2 separate regions of the Sminthopsis crassicaudata genome follow, and region 2 is linked to region 1. Evidence: chromatin contacts called from public Hi-C data. All regions are on one chromosome and are shown on one strand. Each heading gives the region's core, a stretch centred on a gene start, on an enhancer-like site or on the middle of the called end of the contact. The rest is flanking DNA. Distances are from core to core; before and after follow the strand shown. Region 1 holds the start of TMEM167B (transmembrane protein 167B). Region 2 holds the start of SORT1 (sortilin 1).

The links. Hi-C and Micro-C count contacts between places; a contact is called where the count stands out from the background.
Region 2: a contact with region 1 is called in a Hi-C map of fibroblasts, with 5 times the contacts expected there. The contact joins the promoter of SORT1 here to the promoter of TMEM167B in region 1. A contact is called at or near these places in 2 of 2 Hi-C or Micro-C datasets (fibroblasts and hippocampus).

What each region holds. Positions count from the first base shown.
Region 1 is chr4:426,944,144-426,951,315 of ASM4859323v1, reverse strand. It overlaps TMEM167B (transmembrane protein 167B), which reads right to left and starts at 5,124. Exons shown (of 3, transcript XM_074262885.1): 1 at 4,920-5,124; 2 at 1,766-1,897; 3 at 1-257. The coding sequence starts at 4,929. The coding sequence ends at 175.
Region 2 is chr4:427,293,008-427,299,213 of ASM4859323v1, reverse strand. SORT1 (sortilin 1) reads left to right here and starts at 2,556. Exons shown (of 20, transcript XM_074262895.1): 1 at 2,556-2,902. The coding sequence starts at 2,585.

The DNA of each region.
Region 1 (7,172 bases), core at 3,875-6,374:
AAGCGGTCATCCCGAGGAGCTTTTTCTAGGCCTGGCAGGGACAGAGGATGCAGCGTCATCCTGGGGGTGGCTTGCTGATCTCAGTCCAGCTCTTCTACAGGGGGCATAAGTCCCTGAGAGGCCTCTTGCCCCAGGCCCCTTGACTGGCAGTTGGCGGTTTGGACGTCTTAGAGTTCATTTTATAAACAAAACGTAAAATGCCATCACAATGCAGGCAATTGCCACAGCAGCATGCAGTCTGGTTCCAATCACAGCAGCTGTGGGGGGGGAAAAAAGCAAAGAGCAAAATGACCCTCTGTCTTTCAAACAATTTTTCACTTTCTGATGAACACTTTTGAAACCCCAAGTGTATCATCAAAAAAAGTTTCAGGTTTTTTGGTCCTGAGCTCCACGAGATGTATCTGCCATAATCTGCCTCTAATATAGATGCATCTATCCCCTCTTTCTACTTAGCAAACTCTTCCTTGCTCCTCTTCTAGAATCCTCCATTTCTGACTTCTCCAGGTTAAAAGGGAGGATGGAGAGTAGTGCAAAGAAGGAAGGAAAGAAAGAAATAAGAAACCTCAAGCTCAGGCAGCCCAACCCCAACCTAGGAGGAGTGACAAGAGTTTGGTTTAACATGGGTGTAGCCACTCTCAGAGGCAGATAAGTCTCTCCCTCTTTGCACCTCCAGTGACTTGAAAGTCACTGCATTTGAGTCCAATCAGTCTCTTTCAGGAATCTAAGGAACAGTTTTGTGTTTGTCTCTGTGAGTGAGAAACTAAGTATCTCTTGCCTTGAAACCTTTCATCTTCCTTGTCAACAGTGGTTCTTTGGTACTTCAAGGAAGACCACAAGCATAATCTTATGCCAATTAAAGCACACCAATAAAAGAGCTACAACTTTTAATCTTGCTAGCCAATCCTCCTCTTCTGTGAAAGTCACTGGGCAGCCACAATGAACTGGGATGGCCACTATATCACAGCAAGAAAGCTTCCTCAAGGTCTTGAGAAGCCAGGAAAAGAATCCTAATGTCCCAACTCAGGCTCAGAGCAGTGGTCCTGGAGTCAAGAAAACCCTGGTTCACATCCAGTCTCAGACACTTAGCTCTATGACTTGTGTACTTTGCTTAACTCTTTTGTCTCAGTTCCTTCATCTGTAAAGTAGGGACAAGAACAGCACCTAATTTATAGTTTTATTATGAAGAAGAAATTAAATAATAATTATAAAGCACTTAGACACATAGTGCTAGGTAGATGTTAGCTATCATATTTGTTGTTGTTATTGTTAGCTATCATGGTAGTAATCACTTATAGAAATTGCCTTCCAGATAAAGGAACCAAAAGTGAGGCCAAAAAGTCAAAGAACAATGAAAGTCAAAACCTAAGAGGGAGGAAAACTCTAGGTTATCTTGCTTAGAGTTGGAAATTTTAAAGTTGGCTTAAATCCTTTTATTAGGATTATAGCCTTCCCAATAAACTCAAGGTTTGTCAAAAATTTCTTTGTCAAATATTTTTAAAATGTACATGTTGCATCTTCTTCAGAAAGTTCAAAGCATTAAAATAAATCCTTGAGTTCCTAATTATTCCTATTTTTAATGCTCATTTCTATTCTAAATGTCAGAAAAAGAATTTCTCCCAGTTCTAGATTCTTAAAACTTCTTTTCACTACCAAAATATTCTGAAAACTTGAATCTCATCTCATATAAACCTTCCCACCTCTTGCAAATTCCTCAATGCTACCATAAAAATAAAAATCTTCTTTTCCTATTCCAGCATAATCTCACCTTTGTAGAACACACCCCAGACTCCCTTCTTCTCTGAGAGCAGCCAGGTCCTGAGTCGAGGCACCTTCTTGAAGTAGGCACAGGTGCAAACAAACAGCAAACCAAATACCAGGATCCCATCCAAAGAATATACTGTGAAAGGAAAAGAAACAAAACTTGGCTCATCACTTATTCGTAGAAAAGTCAGTATCTTGAGCTAGGACTGATGATGCTCCCTTTAAATGGGAATGAACAGAATAATGTACAATATAAACTGGCTAGGCCATCTTTTAACAACAGAAAACAATTTTCTGGTATTAGCAACATTGCCTCAATTCAATTTCAACAAATATTTGTTGAAAGAAAGAGCATGAAATAGATCCCCAATACTCTCAAAAGTTTCTTAAAGAGCATCTTCTTTAAATCAACTTCAACTTTTTTTTCCACCCTATACTTTCCACCGGTTATACTAGCTTGGTAAAACAATGGGTATCAATTATTAATTTCACAAACATTTATTAAGCAACTACTATGTGTCAGACATATGCTAGAGATATAAATTTAAAAAATGGAATAGGTCTAGAGTCTCTCCCAAGGAACTTACATGTTTAGGGGGAGGGAGTAGAAGAGAAGGGGAAAGAGAAGTAATGTAAATATATAATATATACAAAGCAATTAAAAGTTGATTTTGAGGGAGAAAACACTGGCATTTGGGGAGGATCAGAAGCCTCAGGTGACACCTGAGCTGAGTCTTGAAGAAGAAAGAAGCGAGGATTGAGAGAGGAAGATGAAGAAGTGCAGCCCTGCTAGAAGGCCCAGAGTCAGGAAGCAGAATGTGTTGTATATGAATCAATAGGAACACTACGTTAGCCAGACAGACTCAAGAATTCTGAAATTAGACCACCTGAGAGGACTACCCAGGGAGCACCTCTCTTACAATGCCACCCAAATGATAGTATTGAAACTTGCCAACAAGTGAGATATATAGATATACACACCCATCTTTTCAAATATTTAATAAATAATGCATTTGAGATTTAAATGTGAAACTTGTTACTTTTACTATCTGAAACATAAATAAGATTTAACAAAATAGTGCCCCTTCCCCAGTTTAAAAAAAGAAATACCCAATCATCAGTTTTTCTGAAATCAGGCTTCCATGCATGACATGACAAGAGACTGACAAGGCATGAGACATTTTTAACACGTTCTTGTTATAATACACCCATTTTTAAAAAAAACTATACAAAGAAAAGGGAAGTTTACAGCTAAATACATCAGATTTGGCTCTGTTAGGATGATGGGTTAGAGAAGATGGAAAAGTTCAAGGGGCCAGAGTTCATATATGTATCATTACTGGCCCATAAGTAGACAGCAACTATGAGTATTATTAGACAGAATACAGAACATCTAATACTAAAAACCTCAAACTTCTTAAAGAAAAAAAGAAAGTGGAATCTTTAGCAAACCATAAATATAACAAAAAATAAGGTCTGATCTTGAGTTCTGTATTTCATGCCCTTACAACTTGAGATTTCCTTATGGCAGGGTGGTGCAGAGGAAAAGATGCTGGATCAGCACCAAGGAACAAGTCGGTCCAAATCCAACCTAACTAACCTCTCTGTTTCCTCACCAGTAAAATAAGGAGTTTGGACTAAATAATTCTTGTATTTTCTTTCAGCTCTCAATCTATGACCTTGTCTATATCTCAGATTTCCCACCCATAAAACCAAATTTTAGTTCTAAGGAAAATTTTACATCAGTTGGATGCAGCAGTACACACAATCCCGATATCTCCACCCCTCATACAAAAGTTTTTAGGCCTTCATTTAAACTACTGTCTACCCTGCCCGCCTCACAGAAGACTGCCTTCGAAGGGCACTGAACCTCTGTCCTAGAGCTAGTCTTGTCTGACTCCGTGATACCATTTGGGGTTTTCTTGACAGAGACACTGCGTGGATGGCCAGTTTCCTCTCCCTCTCTGATTTTATAGATATGGAAATTGAGTCAAACAGGGTTAAGTGATTTGCCCCAGATCATACAGCTTGTGTGTATCCGAGACCCTATTTGAACTCTTTTTGTTGAATTCTTTCTGATGCCAGACCCAGCGCTTTAACCATTCCACCCTGCAAACCAGAAAAGGAACATATAAGGATTTTTATCTTACTAAGATCATTTAATGCTTCAGGGGCAGATCCTACCCTCGAAGGGGGGGAGGGAATAAAAAGATAATCAGTATGATAATTATCAGGTTACTTAGAAAAAAAGGCATGAGGTCACCCTCCTCCCCATTTCCTCCTATGGAATTCAATCTTCAGTTTCTGAGGGCAGAAATATTTCCTTGGACACAGCTTGGTACAGTTCTGCTTACCAGACTGATTAGTGTAATGATAATAATGCCACGTTTATGGAGCACTTTAATAGATCCAGACTGTCTGGATATGATCAACTGGTCAAAACTGTTTCTTGGATTAATTTAACAAACTTATAAGCATCAATAGCCTAAGATTTGGTACCAAAGGATGTGGACACGACCCGACTGCGATCCTTCCTGTTGGTAGCAGTTCCCCCGGCCGCGGTGGCAAACCACTTTACATCATTCTATTTTCTCTTCCCAATGACCAGAGAGCAGGCGGACGCTATCGCCAGTCATTTTACACCAGAGAAAAGGGCTCATTAACTTGTTCGGGACCCCCCCGCGGGTGAAGGAGTAGGAAGAGACTTCTAACCCAGGGTTTCCCGACTCCGAGCCTCCCTCCCGCTCAATTCAACTGACGATCACTTGTGGGCCTCAGTTTCACCGTCTGCACGAGTCTGGTTCCTTTCCAGCCCTAAATCCCCAGGCTCCAAACTTGTGGAGGCTCCGCTCGCAGGACGCCGACATAGGAGCCCCCTCCCCCAGCCCGGGACAGCGAGGAAGGGGGGGAGGAGACTGGCGAGCTCGGGGCGCCTCCCCCATCCCCCGTGACCGGTTCCGTCCGACCACCCGCGGGCTCGGACCGTGTCTCTGGCCTTCCAGGGGCGGAGAGCGGTCCCCCGGGAGTAGGCTCCCCAAGTTTTGGGACCAGGAGGGGGCGGGGAGAGCGGCCACGTCAGTCCGGGCCCCGCCCGCCTCCCCTCCTCCTCGGCCTGCCACGTCTCCCCTCCCCCCTCCCCGCGCCAGATGCCGCCTCACCGTTCGTCATGACGGCTGGGCCCACCCGGGCCAGGGCCGGAGACCTTGGGGCTCCGGAGGCGGGCGGCTGCCGCTGTTGCGGAGACCGGTTCCCGCTTGACACTTCCCGATCGGAGCCGAGGTGACTGGCAGGGGAAGAACGACGCAGGCGCAGTGAGAGAGCGGAGAGCGCCGAACTGCGGCCAGGCACGGCCAAGGGAGCGCCGAGCGTACGTAAGGCGCGGGGTGGCGAGGAGGCGGAGGTGGTAGTCATGGCAACAGGTTTCAACGCTGGAGGCTGGACTCTCATAAAAGGCGTGGCTCCGGGCGCGTGCTAGGTAATCCTGGGCGCTAGTCCATTGAACTTTGCACGTACCTCTGCGGGTATTAACACACGTACGCGGAAAGCGGAAAGATGAGTTGGTGGGCTTTGTGCATGCTTGCTGCCCAGTTGCATAACCCTGACTCATTCTTATTTCCAATAGAAATTGGATCTAGCAGCCTGAGTTCGTTCGTTCACTATTAGTATCAATAAATGATAGCTCTAATTTCCATTTCATGATAACACTTATTGATTTATTGATAGGGATCATTAATAAATATTTGCTGAACTATTACATGAAAAATCAAGACACTAAGTTTTAGTGTCAGGTGCACCATTAACTATTAACTTTTCTGGGTTTCAATTTCCTCATGTAAAATGGGGATTAATAATACCTCTCTTAATATTTGACATAAAAACACTTTGTAAATTTTTTGTTAACAAGATTTTAAGACGATCAATTCTGATGGACTTAGCCTTTTTTTTTTTTTTTTTTTTTTTTTTTTTTTTTTTTTTTGCTGAGACAATTGGAGTTAAGTGATTTGCCCAGGTCACACAGCTAGGAAGTGCTAATGTGTCTTTTGGCATCAATTTCTTCATCTATAAAATGAGAAAATTTATAAAATAAAGATGACCTTTAAAATCTCCCATTGATGCTAACCAATGTGAAATCATTAAGTCACTTGGTTTCCTTATCTGTCAAACAAGAGGGTTGAACAACAAAAATCTCTAAGCTTCCTTCTAGCTCTAACACTGTGATTCTGAGTCATCAGCTGTTTAAGCAGAGGAGTGACTTGATCAGAACTCTACTTACAAAAGACTAATCTGACATCAATGAATAGGATGATTTGAAGAAAAAAGACATGGAAGCTGGGGAAGCTAGGTATGAGACTACAAAACAGCCCAACATAGAGGCTGTTCAGATATAGGACAGCAGCAATGGAAATGGAGTAGAGCTGATGCAAGATAAATTGTGAAGATATAATAAACAAAATGTAAGCAATGAAAGAGTAGTCAAATATGATTCCTAGGTTTTTGAACATGAATATCACTGATTAAGGAAATTAGGTCTTTTATACAAATCCCCTTTACTTAGCACATAATAAATGCTTAGTAAATGCTTTGTCATTTATTTCAGTCAGTACATACTTTGTCTAATACACTTTGTTAAGATACCTAGGGGATAGAAAGGTTAGACAAAATCTATATGAATCATTTTTGCTGCTATCTAAAGTTAGGCCTTAGGAATATCTCTGAATATAAATCTTTTTTATTCCAGGTATCCTCTGTTCTATTGCAGGCAGCAGATTAACAAAACACAAAACTAAAAATAAGTTAAACAAACATTTAATAGGGATTCAGAATGCCTCAGATGGTGTCTTCACAGGGAGAAATCTAGGGAGATGTCACACTCCATGTGAAGGATGCTAATAAACTACTTCCAGAAGATTCCTGTAAGGGAAAAATCTTGGAGAAACAAACCATGGAACATGTGCAGATATTCTATAACTGGTTCTGGTTAACTAATCACATATTGAAAAGGAAGCTCTTTGATTGACTATGGAGTCATTCAAAAAGGTCTGTCAGTTTCAGTCTTTCATCTTGGCTTAGCACTCTGTGGAAAACTTGGTGCCTGGTGAAGGGAATAAAGCTTATGACTTTATGAGTTCAAAAGGACCAGTGGACCCATGGCATTCTATCATTTGTGTTGGCAGTCAATGCAGCACATTCATGGCCTGAGAAACAAAGACAATAGAGCGAATCTCAATATTCCATCTTTCCAGAGTCTGAGTTTTGTAGAAAAGTGCCATGGGATGATGAAGCAATTTTTGAGACTGACTTTTGGAAACTTAGCCCAAAGTAATTAAGATGCAAGTTCATCTGGCAGTCATATAGTATCTAGATATGAACTTGGTGGGACTAATGCTGTATAGCAACTGAGCTAAATTTTT
Region 2 (6,206 bases), core at 1,307-3,806, 350 kb before region 1:
TAGCTTTCAGTATTTTAGGGTTGTTATCCACATCCATCTATTCATCTGGCAAAATTTTCTTGGATAAAATATAAAAGTTTGAATAGAGAATAAATATCTTTTGACTGGGCAAATGAAATGGAAATTTAGAGTAAACTGGATAAAATTAACTCCAGCTTTTGTATTGGATAAATAAATAAATACATTGAATATATTAACAAAATTGAATACATTGAATAAAAAATAGAACAAATAAAAGAAAGGAAAAATGTAATATTATAGAAATGTTTACAAATTGTTACAAAAATGAAGTAAAGATCTATTAAGCACCTACTCTGTGCAAGGCATTGTGGAAAAAGACAAAATGATACTCCTTGCCCTTGAGTTTAAACTATAGCTGAAGGATAAGTCACATACTATTATTGTTATATTGTTATATTGCTCTCTATATTGAGTCATATATGTAAAACTGGAAAGGATTCCAAAGGTCTTCTAGTTTAACCTTTTATTTATAATTTTATTTATTTTAATGTTTATAATAAATATAATTATTTATAATTTGTAGCTGAGAAGAGTTAAGTGACTGGTCAAAGTTTAAGCATCAGCAGAGGCCGGATTTAAAACATCTCCATAGTCTGCTTATACTTAAACCCTCTCTTCCTCTCTCTTTCCTTCCCTTTCTTCCTTTTTTTCCTTCTCTTCTCCATTTCTATTTCTCTCCATTGTACCATGCTTTTTGGCAAATGCACAATAAAGGTAATTATAAGATTGTTGAATTTTTAAAAACTAAATACTTAGGACTAAATTTGTGCAGAACAAATGAGTTCCTGACTAAAATTATCTTTAATCAAAGGTAAGCATGTACTTTGGTGATCTTTCCAGGAGGTGGCGCTGTCTTTTTCCCCAAGACAGACAATAGCCCATTCATCCCAGAGTGTCACCCAAACAAAGAAATAATCCTTTATTCCCTCCATTAATCACATGGCTACTACTAGCACTAGCTGTCTTGTGATCTATTTCATAGTTGGTACAGATTAAAAGTGGTGGATGGGGAACAAGAAATAGTCCATCATAGTGGTGTTATGGAAAGGGACAAAGTGTTCTGTTTTTCAGGGAGTCTTTTGTCAACAGGCATTATCTTTTTGTGCCAGTAGCAACTGGAGACTTTGATTCAATTTTCTTCTGTTATCGGTTTGAAAGTACATCTTCATATTAATATTCCATTATTATTTTGGGAAATTCCTGTGCACAATGTTTGTTTCCTAGTTAAATTACTGCCAAAGAATCTTGTTACAAACATCAGGATGACGCATTATGTTTTCTAATATGTTCATATTGTTTCTCATTTAGAGTTACTGCTAAATGGGGGGAGGGCGGAGAATCACCTTTCGCCCACAAATTCGCTTTTCCTGGATGAAAGTTTCTATGTTTGTTATGCTTTGGCACGTTTTCCGTCATGGTGCACTTTTCCTCTGGGGTTCTTTACACTGAAAGAAGGGAGGCACGCAAAAACTTTCTCACAGTAAGGGTGGAGTCGGTATCCCGAATGCCCGAGAACTGGTTCTACCTGAGATGCATCTCTGAGCATCTTGCTCATGTGGGTAATTCCTGAGTTGATGGAAGCAGTGCGGTTTTTTGTTTGTTCTGCAGTGTCCTAGAAATCAAACGTGGACACAATGGACTACGGAATGGACGGCGCGTCCTGTGTGTAAGCGAGTGTGTGACTCGCTTTCACTTCACGCAGAAGTGAAAACTGCAGGCTATCCCTTTCCCCAGCTGTGCCCCGAAGCGCCTTTCCGCTTCGGCTGGGCCAGAGTTGGGCTTCCTCCCGCCCCTCTGCAGGGAAGGAAAGCAGCCATGGAATCTCGAGGCTTGCTCTGCTGTCGGGGATGTTCCGATCGCTATCTGGCTGGGCAGGTAGGCTCAGGCCTACGCGGCGCCCCTCTACCCCTTAGGCAGCCCGGGCTGCAGCCCAGCAGCAATCCTGGGCTGGGCTTTTAAGTGCGCGGGAGTGGAAGCCGAGGCACGAGTCGTGAGCCGGCCTCCCCCTCCGGCCCATCGCGGGCTACCCGATTCCCCGGGGAGGGTTTTGTTGATTGATTTCACAGCTTTCCACATTCGCCAGACTTTGCCTCGAAAGGAAGTTTGGGATAATCCGGGCAAGCCGGGGGCTTGGCTTTCAGGTTTGAAGGGGCCAGGGGAGGGGGAAGGGCCGCTACGGCAAAGTGCCGGAACGAGGACAGCAGCCTCCCCGGGGTCTTCTCCAGCTCTAACTCGGCGAGCCTAGCCACGAAGACGCGGGGCAGGGGGAACGATGACCTCAGCCCCTTTCGACCAATCAAAAAAGCCACTGGAAAAGCCTCTCCTCTCGGCCAATCGGCTCCGTGCCTGGGCGTCCGAATCGAAGACGCCCGAAGCTGGAGGCGACGCCGGCCAATGGGGAGTGGCACCGGCGAGACGGACTTGCAGGCTAACCTAAGGGGCCGGAGAGGCCCGGCAGGCAACAGCCAATGAGGGCGAGGATCAGTGGAGGGGGTGTGGCGGACCGCCGAAGAGGGGAGCGGGCGTTTGAGGTTGCAGGTGTCGGCATCGGCGTCTGACAGCGATGGAGCCGCCCCGGGGAGCTGCTGCAGCCGCCGTCGGTGGTCTCTCGCTTTGGCTCCGTGGTCTCGGCCTCCTCCTGCTGCTGCCCGCGGTCCCGGCCGGCCCAGGCGGGGACCGGCTGGACGCTCCGCAGCCGCTAGCGGCCGGGACTCGGACTGCACTGCTGGCCCGCCAGCCGGGCCCCTCGCTGGGGAGCCCTGTGTGGGGAGCCGAGGACAGGCCCGGCGGCGGCCGGCGGCAGCGGAGCGCGAGCGGGGAGGACGAGGGCTGCAGCCCGCTACAGGGCTTCGAGGCCAGTCTGGTCAACAACACGCACCAGGTGAGACCACCCCCGACCCGGACCCCGGCCTTCTCCTCCGCCGCCCCCGCGACGCCTCCCGCCGGCCGAGCGGGGGTGGGGTGGGACGCTTGACGTGTCAGCTTGGGGCCCTCCCCGCCGCTCCCCGGGATGGGAAGCCCCGGGCCTTTAAACTCCCTCTTCTTTCCCCCGCCATCCCCACCCCCACCGCCCCCCCGTCCCCCAGCGCCGAGATTTCAGGGGAGGGAGCATCAGATCCTGCAGACTTTGTTCCTCCTCCTCCCTCCTGCCCAGCACCCCCAGACGTGCTGTCGGGCCTCCCACGGGGGTGCCCAGCCCTGGCTGCGGAGCCGCCGAACCTCGCACTGGGCATCCCGGGTGGGGGCAGGGGGTGCGGCAGGTTCTGGTTCCGCTGGTTTTGTGTTTCGCCATTGGGGTGTCTTCTTGTGTCTTTATTTTCTCATGTGACCTTTTGGTAACGTGTGCGGGGTGGGGAGCGTAGTTTTTCTCTCCTGCGGCCCCTCCCGTCCCTCTCCATCCGCCTTAGAGTAAGGCACTTCAGCACCTTTCCCCGGTTAGCAGCCTCCCACCCACTCGCCTCCCCCAATGGAGCGTGATCTCCCGGATCCCAGGGGAAAGAGCTGCGGGGAAACAACTGTTTCGTGGCTTTGCGGGCGTTACTGTTGTTAATTTTTCTGGTGCCTTCACTTGGGCATTCAGAAGTTGGAGAGTGAGTCTTTTGAACTTATTTTAAAAAAAAATCATGATCAAAGTTACTTAGAAGTGAAAGGATGGGGTCTGAACTCTGTTCCATGGTATCTGATCTCCCCAAATACCAGGAGCTTTGCCCAAAATGTCCAGAGCCGGTTGAAAATCTTTGACATAATTTTGCAAATAAGATACATTAAAAACCGCAGTTCTTCCTATATTCAGGGGGCAAGGGTCATACAATTTCGATCAGTTCCATTTATGTGGAGTTTGACTGCCTTCTTCCTCACAACTCCGAGAAGTGAGTGGTTGCAGAGAAGGAAACTCGGGCTGAGAACTTGACGAGTCGCACACTAGGGGCAGAAGAACTCACCTCCAGGTCCTGATTCCAAGCTCTGTGTGTTTCTACCATGTCATGCCATCTCTCCATAGGAATAAGCTACAGGACAGTTTCTTTGTAATCCAATCGTTTTCCGGCCCTTGCCTACTTTCCCTTAATTCTGTACAACATAGACAGCCTTAGCCTGTGTTGTTAAAAAATAATAATAATAATAATAATGAAGCCTTGTTTTTATTTGTTATTTTCTTGTCTGTCTTTGGTATATTTTATTATCTTATTCCCTGATATCATTTTCACTCATCTTGGAGAAAAACTCATGTTCACTACTACTTTCTATACCCATCTTTCATATATCCAGATCTCCAAATCAGAATCCAGAATGTGCTCTCTTAATGTGGTGCTAGTTATCTAACCATTTACATACCATTTGGCTCAGCATTTTCCTGCATAGGGAAAAGAGGAAACTGAAGGTCAGAGAGGTTAAGGGATTTGTCTCTCTCTAATAAGGGTCAGAAGCAGAACTCAGTTATAATAACCGGGCTTTTCCATTATGTCATGTTGCCCTCACATGTCTTACTGAACTAGAAGACTCAGAACATTCACAAATTTTACATGTAGAAACAGTCTGACTAAATATGCAGTCTGTGGTTGCTTGAAGGTATCTAAATTGAGCTTTTAAGAAGGCAGTTGATCACAGATTACTAGTGACAGTAGGATGATATTACTGTTGAAAATGTGGAAAGTTTCTGTAGAGCAAAAAAAAAAAAAAAAAGTTTAAGTCATCCCTTTCCTGCTTAGGCTCTGCTGAGAACTATGGTTTACATCTTTTCCACTTTTCCCCTTCACAGCTTCTTTCCTTGGGTCAGCTAGTCTTTTGCATTCCTAGTTCACATTCCTAATTCCTCCCTTGGTGGTTATCCCGCCTTCAGGGCCGCTACAGTTGCTGCTGTTGGATGTACTCCTTCAGTGAGAGATTTCCCTTTTCCAAACCACAGTACCTGTAAATATGTCTGGCCTAAGCAGCTTTTTGTTTGTTCATGCTTATTTGCCCACTGTAAAGGCAGCTTTTTGTTTGTTCACGCTTATTTGCCCATGGTGAAAGGACCATTTTATCAACATTACTTTTTAAAGCAACAGATTAAGAATTAAGAAAGCTGGTCTGAGAGAGTCTGGAATCTCTTATATCAAATTAGTTGAATAGGAGATATAAGATTTGTGAGGAGAGGTCATGACATTTTTTTAAGTTCAGCTATTAATTCCCTCAGCTTTTAATTTGATCATTATAGTCTTACTGTGATCTTGTCCCTTCCCAATAGCTTTATAATTGTTTTACATTTATTATCCTTAGTTTGTTTTCAAGGATCTTTAATTTATTTCACATTAATATGCTCTAATAAAAAAAACAGGTTTTTGTTTTGTTTTGTTTTGTTGTTTAGTCTGATGCTACTTTAAACTTAGGATATTTGATCAGGGCAGCTAACTTAGTAACCAAAAGTGGTTCTTTAATAATCATTTCTTTTCTACCTCTTAGTAGATCTAGATTTCATTGTTTGGACATCATTGTCCATACAATTTCGATCAACTCCATTTATGGAGCTGTAAAATAAAAATATTATTGTAGTGCTAAAACAGAAGTGTCAAAATCCTGCAGAAGCAAAACTGGCAAAATTCTAAGTGAGAATACAGCCCAAACCAGATTAAAATGTAATTTGATAATGTTTAACAATAAATAGCAATTTGCTATAACATAGGTAATGTGAATTTAAGATAATGTACAGCCCCAGGGATATGTTTCCTTTTGAGTTTGACACTGCTGAGCTAGAGCAATTTTGAATTGTATCCCCAGTTATATAGATGAAAGAGGACTGAGAAAAGTTTTCTTGTCTAAGGGCAAATTGATTCCTTGGTAAAAAATGGGGAATGGAATCACAGTATTTTAGAACTTGGAGCAGTCAGTCTTAGAAATCATCTAATCCTTCCCCATTCTTTTGCAGAAAATTGATGTCTGGGTCACATCAGTAGTCAGTTTTGGTGCCATGTTTCAAGTTCAGGTCATCTGGCAACAAAACCACTGCTCTTTCCACTATTGGAAATGTCTGGATTCTATTATCTAACTTGGATTGGTACTTCTTATGATTTCTTGCTGTTTACCATTAAAAAGAGCAAAATAATGTAGAAAAAAATTAAACCCCAGAGGGTCTTACCAAATTATATGCCTATATAAACTGTTTTTTTTTTCTTAATGTCTACTATTAATGATACTATATATCATAACAC